2 separate regions of the Rattus norvegicus genome follow, and region 1 is linked to region 2. The links are chromatin contacts, called in public Hi-C maps. All regions are on one chromosome and are shown on one strand. Each heading gives the region's core, a stretch centred on a gene start, on an enhancer-like site or on the middle of the called end of the contact. The rest is flanking DNA. Distances are from core to core; before and after follow the strand shown. Region 1 holds the start of Ghitm (growth hormone inducible transmembrane protein). Region 2 holds the start of Ccser2 (coiled-coil serine-rich protein 2).

Region 1 (5,141 bases), core at 2,594-5,093, 170 kb after region 2:
ACTGGGGACTCGAGAGATGACTCTGCGGTTAAGAGCACTGACTGCTCTTCTAGAGGTCCTGAGTTCAATTCCCAGCAACCACATGGTGGCTCACAACCATCTGTAATGGGATCTGATGCCCTCTTCTGGAACACAGGTGTATATGCAGATAGAATAAATTAAAAAAAAAAAAAAACACATCAAAACCAATACACATAAAGAACCAATACATTTTCTTCTTGTCTGAATATATAACCTTGGTCAAAGATTATTATTTAGGCTTGAATATGTCTATGACTAATGAACAAAAGTGACTCTATACATTCATGTATATTCACACATGGAAACCAGATAAGGCATTCTAAGAGTGACTAGAGACTAAATGGGGAGAAAACAGGAACCTTTATTTGAAGGAAGGATTTTGGTTGTTTGGGTACACTTTACTTACACAGCCTTCTCGATAGCTCCAATCTCATTAGACATTCCCAAGCCGTAGTAGCACAGCGCTCCAAGACCAACAGCTGCTCCTCCCGCAACAAACCACTTTCCCATCTGGTCAACTGAAAGCAACAAACATACACCTCAACTAAATTAAAGTGCTGGGGTAAGGATTCCAAATACTCAGGAGGGGACCAAATTAAAATTATTTCTTCATGGTAGCCACGCTGCGGATACAGATAGTTCTCCACCTTAGGAGACCAGAAGGACACACCTGAAACAAACCTACAACAGTACTACAAAGAACAGAGGAGCAGTCTGATAAAGAGGTCCACATAACTATTAAAGCACTTGAGAGACTGAGGCAAAAGATCATGAGTTTCAGACTGGCAGCTGGATTTACACATCAAGAACAGATGGATAAATACTCAAGCGATAAAGGAAAATGAGAAATGGCATCAATCATTCCACATTGGAAGAATGATTGGCAGTAACCCAGGTGAAGCTTTGTGTGACCCCAGAGAACGAACAAAGAAAAATGCCACTAATGTTTATGTACCCCCAAAAGGGACAGACATTTTTGCTTTAAAATACTGAAAATTTATCAACTCAGGCAGGTGCTCATAAAAAACACATCTTACTTTCTTCAACTTAAACTTGTTTACTAAAAATGTAACTGGAAAATCCTGATTTTTTTTTTTTCCTCTGTGGTCAAGCCTCTAATCAAAAAGAAACGCCTTGCATGATACTAATCAGGGCTTTCCTGAACTATATAATACGGTGACACTTCTAAAACTGTCAAGTAGCAAGGCTTCTGTTGAAATTTAGGCAAGATTAGCAATCTGGAAGTCTGGCTTCAGAATCTCCAAAGTTAAAATCCAAACTACGAATCAAATGACTTCATTAAGGTAATGCCTTTCAAGGGGCTGCAGATATGGCTCTGTGATTAAGAGCCCTTTGCTACTCTTACAGAGGACCTGAGTTCAGTTCCCAGAATCTACTTCAGGTGGCATACAGTCACCTATAACTCTAGTCCAGGCGATCAGATATCTTCTTCTGGCCTCTGTGGGCACTGGCATCCACCTGGCAGGTAGTCACACAGACGTACACATGAACAGAAATTGACATTCACAAGCACCTGCTTGAATGAAGATTCTCCATAACTTGAAATAAACTTCCTGAATAGGCTCTACCATTTTACATAATAGGATGATAATAAGTTTGGTTTTTCTAAAACTAGTAAATCTTTAATACAATTAGGAACCATGAAAGCCAATGCAAAGTGCCCATCTGTTTTGGGTTAACAGACCCCCCAAAATAGAAGTATGGCTTTTCAGGAAGCTGCCTGTGAACTAAACACACACACACATACAGGCCTCACATTAAATACTAAACTTCCGCATACTTTTAAAGACTTTTTCCAGTGATGGCTCCAAGGCTGCCTCTTTCAGTTCTTGGCCAGTTTTCCCACGGTGAGTCCTAATTCTTGTCTTGGTAGCATATTCCTGACATAGACAAAAAGACATACCATCCAAAGCAACAACAGTATATTAGAAAGTTACCTAACATCTTAGATGTGGGAAAGGCGTGGGACCCCTCTTAAGGCATTTGTGATAAGGAGTGACTGGAAGGATGTAAACTGGCAAGGATAAAGCTCACTGAAAACTTTACTATTGCTTTAGTAAACCACTGTTACAGTAACTAATGAGTAAGTTACTCCCAACCAGTGTGAAGCCCACAGAACAGCCCACTAATCAACTACCACCATCACCACCAAATTCTAACAGACAACCTGGATGGGTGGGGGAAAGCATTCTTTACCCTGCTGGGTGTTAAGAGCCATTGGTTCTTTGTGATGGAATTCTTCACAAGTGGAGAGGCCTTGGTGATGAAAGTGGGCTGGAAAACCCTGGAAGGTAGTGTCCGGAGACACACAAGCCTTGCAGCCAACATGGTGGGTGATATACCGGTTTACTAAGCAGATCTGAAATGCTAGTTAGAAAGGTAGAAGGGAAAAAATTAAGTTAATTAAGAAGGAAACATAGCCAAAATCAGAAGAAACTAAATTGCAATAGAAAAAAATAATCAGAACAGTGGCTTCACTATTTTTAATGTTGTATCCTCCCCTGTTCCTTCTAACTCATGAAATCTAATTTGGAATGGGCAGCCAATGATATAAATCCAAGTTTGACCAGATATATGGAATAGAGATTTAATGTCATTATGTTGACACAATCACAGATTCTATAACCGCAGCTTTGCCCAAGATTTACACCATCACTCAGTGAATAAAAGAATTTATGTAACTTTTCAGCACAAGAAAAACACCCAGAGAAAAGATTAAGGTCACATTTTACAAGACTAAAATAAAATCGACAAAAGCCAGGCATGTATACGTCTACTAAATAGGTCAAATATTATTTCCCTTTAAGATACGACAGACACTTTCAAATTAATTTATTCCACTACATAACATTCGATCAAAACATTAAGAATTCTTCTTGTATTCTTAATAGGGTAACCCTTGCCCCCAACATTCTAAAATTGAATTGTCTCAGCTCCAGATAGTTAAGTGAACGTCTCTCTGTAATGCTATAAAGTCACATTTCTGGCCAATGAGTTGTGATGAATTTTAGGCAAGTGATTGGTATTTCCGCCTTCTCCCCATTTGTAAATACAAGAAAACTAGGCCAAAACAGCTTTTTGACGACAGTGCCTTGCTTGGGACTTTGAAATTGCCCAAGATTTACCCTAAAACTCCAGGAATGTAACGAAGTTTTAACTAGCACCTCCAAAGTTAAGAGCTTCCGGAACTATGAAGTGCACACAACTCTAGGCATCTGACCTTGCGGAAAAACCCGCGAGCCCTTCTGGTACTTTCATGCCATTACATCATCTCAACATATTGCTTCAGCTTACTAACCTGAACAGAGTCTAATCTGAGTGGCCTTATGTTGGGGAACAGCTAAGAGGGTTATCGGCCATGTGTTTATGTGCGGGTTCTGGTCCTCTGAAACGGGCCCCTGGGCTAGGTCTGTACGAATTACTGCCGACCCTTCCTAAAGCTTTCTTGAGCTCGAGTGTTCGGGTGTGCCCTTCCTCCCCTCTCACCGCTAGCCCGCAGCCTCCGCGTCCACGCACCACCCCACGGTACCCTCTCCCGGTCAGCTAGGGCGACCACGCGGGTCCTCGAGCGGCTGACTCAGCATCTCCCTGCCGAGGGAGATGTAGAGAGGGCGAGCCCGGCCTTCCCGCCCGGAGCAGCCAACCCAGATCCCGCTGTGCCGACGTCCATCACGAGAACTGGGATTCTCAGGACTCTCGGGGCAGTACCTCAGCTCCGGTCACCTCTGCCACGGGGCTCCCTTCCGGGCCACCGAAACCGAGAGTGTTCGACCTCCCTCTGCCGCTCCTCCGCAACCCCGCGACTCACTGCGTCACGCAATATCCGGACAAAAGGTAAATAGTACAAGCAGCCAATCAAGAGCAGGCTTCTAACGGAAGGGAGGGCACCGTGGCGAAGGCGGGTCTTGGCTTGGAGACCGGACCAATGGAAGTTTGGGTTCCGAAAAAACGTCACAGTCAGAGTCCATTCTAGGTCTGGGCAACGCAGCCCACTCTGGCGTTTTAGTTTTGGGCAGCTGCGTTGTGTGCACTCGCAGCCAATAGGTGTAAAAAATGGGAGGTGGACTGGTTGGCAGCGCACTCCTTAAATCCCAACCTTTGGGAGGCAGGTGGATCGCTGTGAGCTCAAAGCCAGCCTAGAATTACTTTTGTTATTGGATTTAGGTCTACCAATGACTTTTCACATTTAAGTTGGATTTTAGTTCTATTTAAGAGTCATTCCTAAAACGCGTTTTAGGCCGAGAGTAATTAGTTTGGGTTAATCGTATAGTCGCGGTGACTGGCAGGAAATTTATCAACCCTTAGAGGTATAATTTAGTCAAACGTTCGTTAATTGCTTCCTTTTTATCACTGCTGGGACTGTGGCTAGGCTGGGTGTCTTGAGCTATGGGGTATGTGCTTGGCACGCTCTCCTTTTGATTCATTATTCAAATGTTAAAAGATATGATACTGGTCTAGTGAGTTTTGCCTGTATTAATTTACTTTGAATTAATTATAAGGCCAGGACCAAACTGAAAGATCCCTGAAGGGACACCCTTACTCAAGTCTCGGGAAGTTGCGGACCCCAGACACACGAGAGACCAATCTTGATGCAATACGCAGAGGCGAGGTTTATTACAGAGGGCTCCGGGCCGACACGTATCCCTCGCAGGAGACAGCGGTGTCTACCCTGTGTGGCTGGGAGAAGGGCTATTTAAAGGAAGAAGTCACAAGCCCCAGGAGATAAGGGGATGTCAAAAGGAAATACCAAAAATGTCACGAGGGGAAACTCTCAAAGTCACAGGATTGTTCTTAAGACTCTAGGGTTTAAATCAGGGGAAAGGTCAAGCCCTCATTCTCCTGAGAACAGATCTTGATTCCTGTCCTTTAGGGTAAATGTTTGTCAGAGTTGACGAGGCATCTGCATCTGATACACATCTGGTTAGGCTTCGGCCCCGGTTTCCTGGAATATTATCTGCAGGACACAATGGCTGGAACATTATGTAGGGCACAATGGGGGCTTGAACAAACATCACTGGGGCAGAACAGAACCCGTTACTCCTTTACTCACGTCCAGTGACATCCGGAGGGTCAGTGAGTCTGCACCAGTCCTCCTGCAT
Region 2 (4,979 bases), core at 2,282-4,781:
GTACTATTTTCTGTAAGACAGTATAAGTAACCCAATGGTATAAAAACTAGTGAAAAGAAAACCCATCAAATATTAAAACCCAGATTAAAGGTTACATTTACGCACCAATCGGTGGTATAAAATTATTTTAAATTGACAAGGAACAAGGAATAGTTTATTTTGGTTTTATTTCTTGTATAACAAAATGTCTTTTGGAACTAGTGGGGCCTACTGTGCTAAGCCCATAGTTGAAAACTGATGTGCTAGATACATAAATCTACAGTTATCAACTTTTGTCCTTAAAACGCTATCACAGGAGTAATCAGAGCAGCTCTTCTCACAACAGGCAAACCATACGTGTAATTCTAGACATGCTATTAACCATCTGTAACCCAGTTATACCAAAATCTCACTTTACAGAAGGAACGGTGCAGGGTCTCCATATGGTAACCAGAGGCTTGCAACACCAAAGTATAAGCAAGCTCCAGGCCAGCGGAGTGGTAAAGGTTTCTCCCATTTTCCCAAACGAGGTATCATGTTTCCCAGCCACTCAAGGGCTTTCGGTCCGTCCCTAGGAGTGGCAGCTAGGGAGGAGGAAAGCACAAGGACTGCGGTCCAGAACAGTGAGGAGCAAGCAAACACGAGGTCAGAAGCTGTGACACAGAGGTTCGTGGAGACAGAGGCAAGCTGCTTGCTTGTCCATGCTTTAGTTGTTCAAAGTTATTTCATCAGTGAACCAAATAATCTGCTAAGTCTTTCCAACCTAATATCCAATACAGCCCTTTTATAATAAATATCCATTTCTCTCATATCGCACCAAGACGGTGATCCCTTTATTAGAAATTAGAAGCCAGGCACTGATGCCTCATTTCTGTAAACCTAACACTGCGAAGCCTGGGGGATGAGGAGGGGCTGCAGAGATCTGAGCTCAGCCTAAGCTGAACAACCCAGTGAGTTCTGGGCTAGCCTGGGTTAAAAAATGTAATTAGAATTAGGATAGAGGGGAGTAAGAGTGAACTAGAAGGATGGCCAAAGGACATCTATGTTCCCAGATCTGTCCCTTTCTAGCCATAACTGTGGGCAAACCCCTGCACCTCAAAATAAAGTTCTAGACCGACCCTTACTTGCCATGGTCTTCATTCCTCCATCTTCAAGTAGACTGACTTTTTCCCCATCATAACGAGGATGTCATTCCTAACCAGTACCCGTTTTTACTTCATCCTTAAGCAAATACAAGCAGTAATGTTGGGGCTGGAGAGATGGCTCCGCAGTTAATAGCATTGGCGGCTCTTTCAAAGTACCCCAGTTCAATTCCCAGCAGCCATATGTCATCTTCCAACCGTCTGTAACTCCAGTTCCCGGAGCTCTGGCACCCACACGCAGACAGAAAAGCGGGCAAAACACCAAATACGTAAAATTTTTCTAAAAATCATTTTTTTTAAAATACTGATTTTTTTTTCCCCTCAACTTTCTGGTACTGAAAGACAGTCCAAACATATTTAGCTCACCCTAAATCTGCATTCGAGCCTGGACCCTCTCCTCAGAATGCACTGAGTAAACAGATTTGAGCAGTATGTGCTGTAGCAGTAAACTTAAAAAGACACTCGAAAGCCTGAGGGAGACAATATATAAGCAAATCATTAACTCCCAATTGATGAAGTACTCAGTGCAGCCTGGCATGGTGCTACTGGATCAGTGAAAACAAGAGATGAGATGCCCAGACGTCAAGCTCTATCACTCTAGTGGGAATGCAAGGTGTTTACTAGGAAGGCCATTCTGGAGCCAGGAAACAAAGGAAGATGCCATCTTCAGTAAACTGCAAACAGTCCCAGAGAGAGGACCTGTGTAACAGTAGATGAATTGAGAATGCAGACAGACACCAGAAACTGGGAAAGACTGAAGGAATGGAATTGGAACCATGAAATTAAAAGTCTCTTCTTCCCCCACATAGTAAAAGCAATCTGGCAACCAGCAAAAAAAAAAAATCTACCTGAGGGAAGGTAAATAAAAAAAGTTCCTGGTCCCAGGACAGCTCCTAGCTTTCTTGTTATGGCATATTAAACAGGACAAATTACAGGTTAAGGGTTCTAAGTGTTTTTAACCTAGAGATTGAGGCCAGTGTTGTTGAGAACAAGGAAGAAAACCACCATATAAGAGAAGGGCGATGCGCTCTAACAAATTAAGAGAGACAAACATTAATAAAGTCTGGAAAGAAGACTGACTTCACCCATGCAAACCACTTATTAATGTTTACATCCTTACCAATTATAGATTATACATTATAATACCTACTTTATACTTATCCTCCTCATTCAATTTGTTTAAAGTTTTTTAAATCTAAATGATGATACGCTGATCAACTGTCTAAATACATATATTCCATTAATACTTAATGTTCTCGATAAAAAAACAAAATGCTTTATCAAACAGCTACTCTGGGAAAAAAAGGAAATGTTCATTCTCATTCATAACCGCCCTCCCCAACCCTCTGGGTTTTCTTTTGAGACAAGGTCTAAGTAGTTTTTGCTATTCTGGAGTTTGCTCTATGGGCTAGGCTAGCCTGGAGCTCACAGAAATCCACCTGCCTCTGCTTCCTGGATGCCAGGATAAAGGCGTGAAGCCTCCACACCTGGTTTCTCCTTAAGCGAAATAGGACACTCCAATCTTGGACAGCAAAGAATCTGTGCACTAGGAATTTCCATTGCTAAGGCCTACTTTATGATCAGCAAACCTAATTGGCTAGGTAGTCAGCAAAGATGAATTTGCAATTATTGAAATTCAAAATCAGGCTTTATCACCAACGACCACCCCAAATGGATTACCCCCTCCCTTTACTTTGTCAAGAAAGTAGGTACATTTTAAAACTGTATAAAAATAGATGTCAAAAGAGGGAGAGGAGGGGGAAAAAGCATCTGAACCTACAGATACGGTGTAATCCAAAGTTCTCATGTGTTTTAGGGCGTGTCTTTGTTTTGACTCAGTGATTTCAAAAAAAAAAAAAATCCCACTCATTCAGGGCTCTCAGGTACTTCCCCTTACCAACGCGAGCATCTAGGCTTTGAAATCCCAGGGCATCTAAGCCTCGCCCTGATTTCCCGGTGCAGGAAGGCTGCAGCCCGGGTGTCCCGCGGTCCCTTCCCGTCTCAGCACCACCGAGCAGGGGCATCCGGCCTGCCCGCTGCACCGCAGGAGGCTCGGGAGAGGGGGCGGGGGCTCCGAGGGTCGTCCCAGAGCACCGACGCCCAAGGACACCCGGCCCTCGTTCCGCCCGCGCTGCGCCCGGGAGCCAGGTAGCCTCCAGCGTCCCGAGACCCCGGCCCTGACCCCCGACTCTCACCGTGCGGAGGTCGCGCTGCCTCCTCGGCCGCGGCCCGGCTGCGGGTCGCCCAGCGACCTGCCGGCCCGAGGGTAGGAGAGAGGCGAAGGACAGTCCCGTCACATCCCCGTCCGCCCAGCTGCCTGCTCCGCAGCAGCCAGCATCGCCTCCACGGCCTGCGGGAGCGCCGGACTTCACCGTCGCCGCGCCCCCTCCCTTGGCCGGCACCTCCTGGACTCCGCCCTCCAGGGCCCGCGCACTACGCGTGCGTCGCCCCGCCTCCCGGACAGTCCTTGCGCAGGCGCGAGTCTCACTGGGCTAGGCCCGCCTCCGGGCCCGCCCCACCCTCGCGCCAGCCGTTCCCAGGCTCCGCCCTGATCCACTGACCTTGCATCTTTGCCCCCTGACTCAGGTCTTTTCTGGTATGAACCTTTCACTCCAGTCTCTTGGCCGACCAACTCAAAATGGCCCTCTGGATTCAAATGTGCTGCTTGACCACGACCAAACCTGTCAGCTCCTGCTCCAGACTACTAGGAGTGATCTGAAGCAACCATGACTTTGTTTTGGCCTGTCTGTGGCTATGCCTCAGCCAGGCATACTGAATCTGAGCAGAGATTGCGATAAAACGCTGAGAGCTGAGAAAAGGAGCTATCTTATGAGGGTGTGGATCTCAATCCCATTCCATAAATCATCTCTCCAAGTCATTGAGAGTTACCGTGCAAGCCTGCAGTATCTGGCTATCTATTATAAGCGTTGAAAGTGATTATTTATCTGACCCTAGACTGCCTGTTCCCCTCACTAGCCCCAACAGCTCAAATGAAATTAATAACATTGAAAGAGAACTTGGAAAGGCACCACCTCTCCTCCAGACCACTAACATAATTACGCTGTGATAGGGGAGGAGACACTTGTGCCCCTCCCTTAGTCCATCAGACTGTTGGAACATTATACTCCAAATAATTTAAGAAAATAGATAATTCATCCTGGAGAAATGAAAACAATACCGAAGGCCTAGCGCCGTCCGGAGAAGGAGCTTGCCTCTCAGGAATTGCAGCTCTGAGGTCTCAGATCACTTCGCGAGATAGCCTTGAGTGAGCTGAAACAACGCTAGGTCAGCAATACCGCACCGTAACCTAGCGGAGTATTCAATTTACCACTATTTCTAGCTCTCTATTTAAACTTAAACTTCTTGTCAGTACTCCTGAAGGCGGACTTGGTGGTAACTGGACCCCTTTTCTTCCTCCAATTCCCTATGTGGCCATATTGAATAGCTCTCTTTTTTATACGTTCCATTATTACTTGTCTCTTTAATTGGCCAATAGAATAATGATAGGGAGACTTAATTTTGTGGGTGATAAAATGTTGGAAAAGACTAGGGTTACATGTAGTACATTTCTTTGTAGATTAAGTAAATCATTAGGAGAGCAAAGCCTCAGACCTCTGAAATACAGGCTCCAGCACAACACTCATGAATTTATGCTATGCTTTGAACTTTATGCTACAATCAAAGATCAGTTGAGAGATGGGGAAAAAGGGGCTCTTCACAGATTGTCCTTGGGAGCTACGCAAGATGCAACAGGTCCAATCCGCTTTATAAAGACTCTGGGAGGGGGGAGGATGATCTTTCAGTTCCCCAAACCAAGATGAGCTTTGCTTTTCTGAACCACTTGGCTGTTGTCTTGTG

Evidence for each region. Hi-C and Micro-C count contacts between places; a contact is called where the count stands out from the background.
Region 1: a Hi-C map of liver shows a contact between it and region 2, with 2.3 times the contacts expected there. The contact joins the promoter of Ghitm here to the promoter of Ccser2 in region 2. A contact is called at or near these places in 5 of 12 Hi-C or Micro-C datasets (Schwann cells, frontal cortex, liver and 1 more) and 1 of 1 datasets of contacts at active chromatin or transcription factors (oligodendrocytes).

What each region holds. Positions count from the first base shown.
Region 1 is chr16:12,914,302-12,919,442 of GRCr8, forward strand. It overlaps Ghitm (growth hormone inducible transmembrane protein), which reads right to left and starts at 3,844. Exons shown (of 9, transcript NM_001005908.1): 1 at 3,751-3,844; 2 at 2,239-2,409; 3 at 1,823-1,922; 4 at 428-539. The coding sequence starts at 2,370.
Region 2 is chr16:12,742,472-12,747,450 of GRCr8, forward strand. It overlaps Ccser2 (coiled-coil serine-rich protein 2), which reads right to left and starts at 3,532. Exons shown (of 10, transcript NM_001427502.1): 1 at 3,317-3,532. LOC134482323 (a long non-coding RNA gene) reads left to right here and starts at 3,554. Exons shown (of 3, transcript XR_010058354.1): 1 at 3,554-4,979.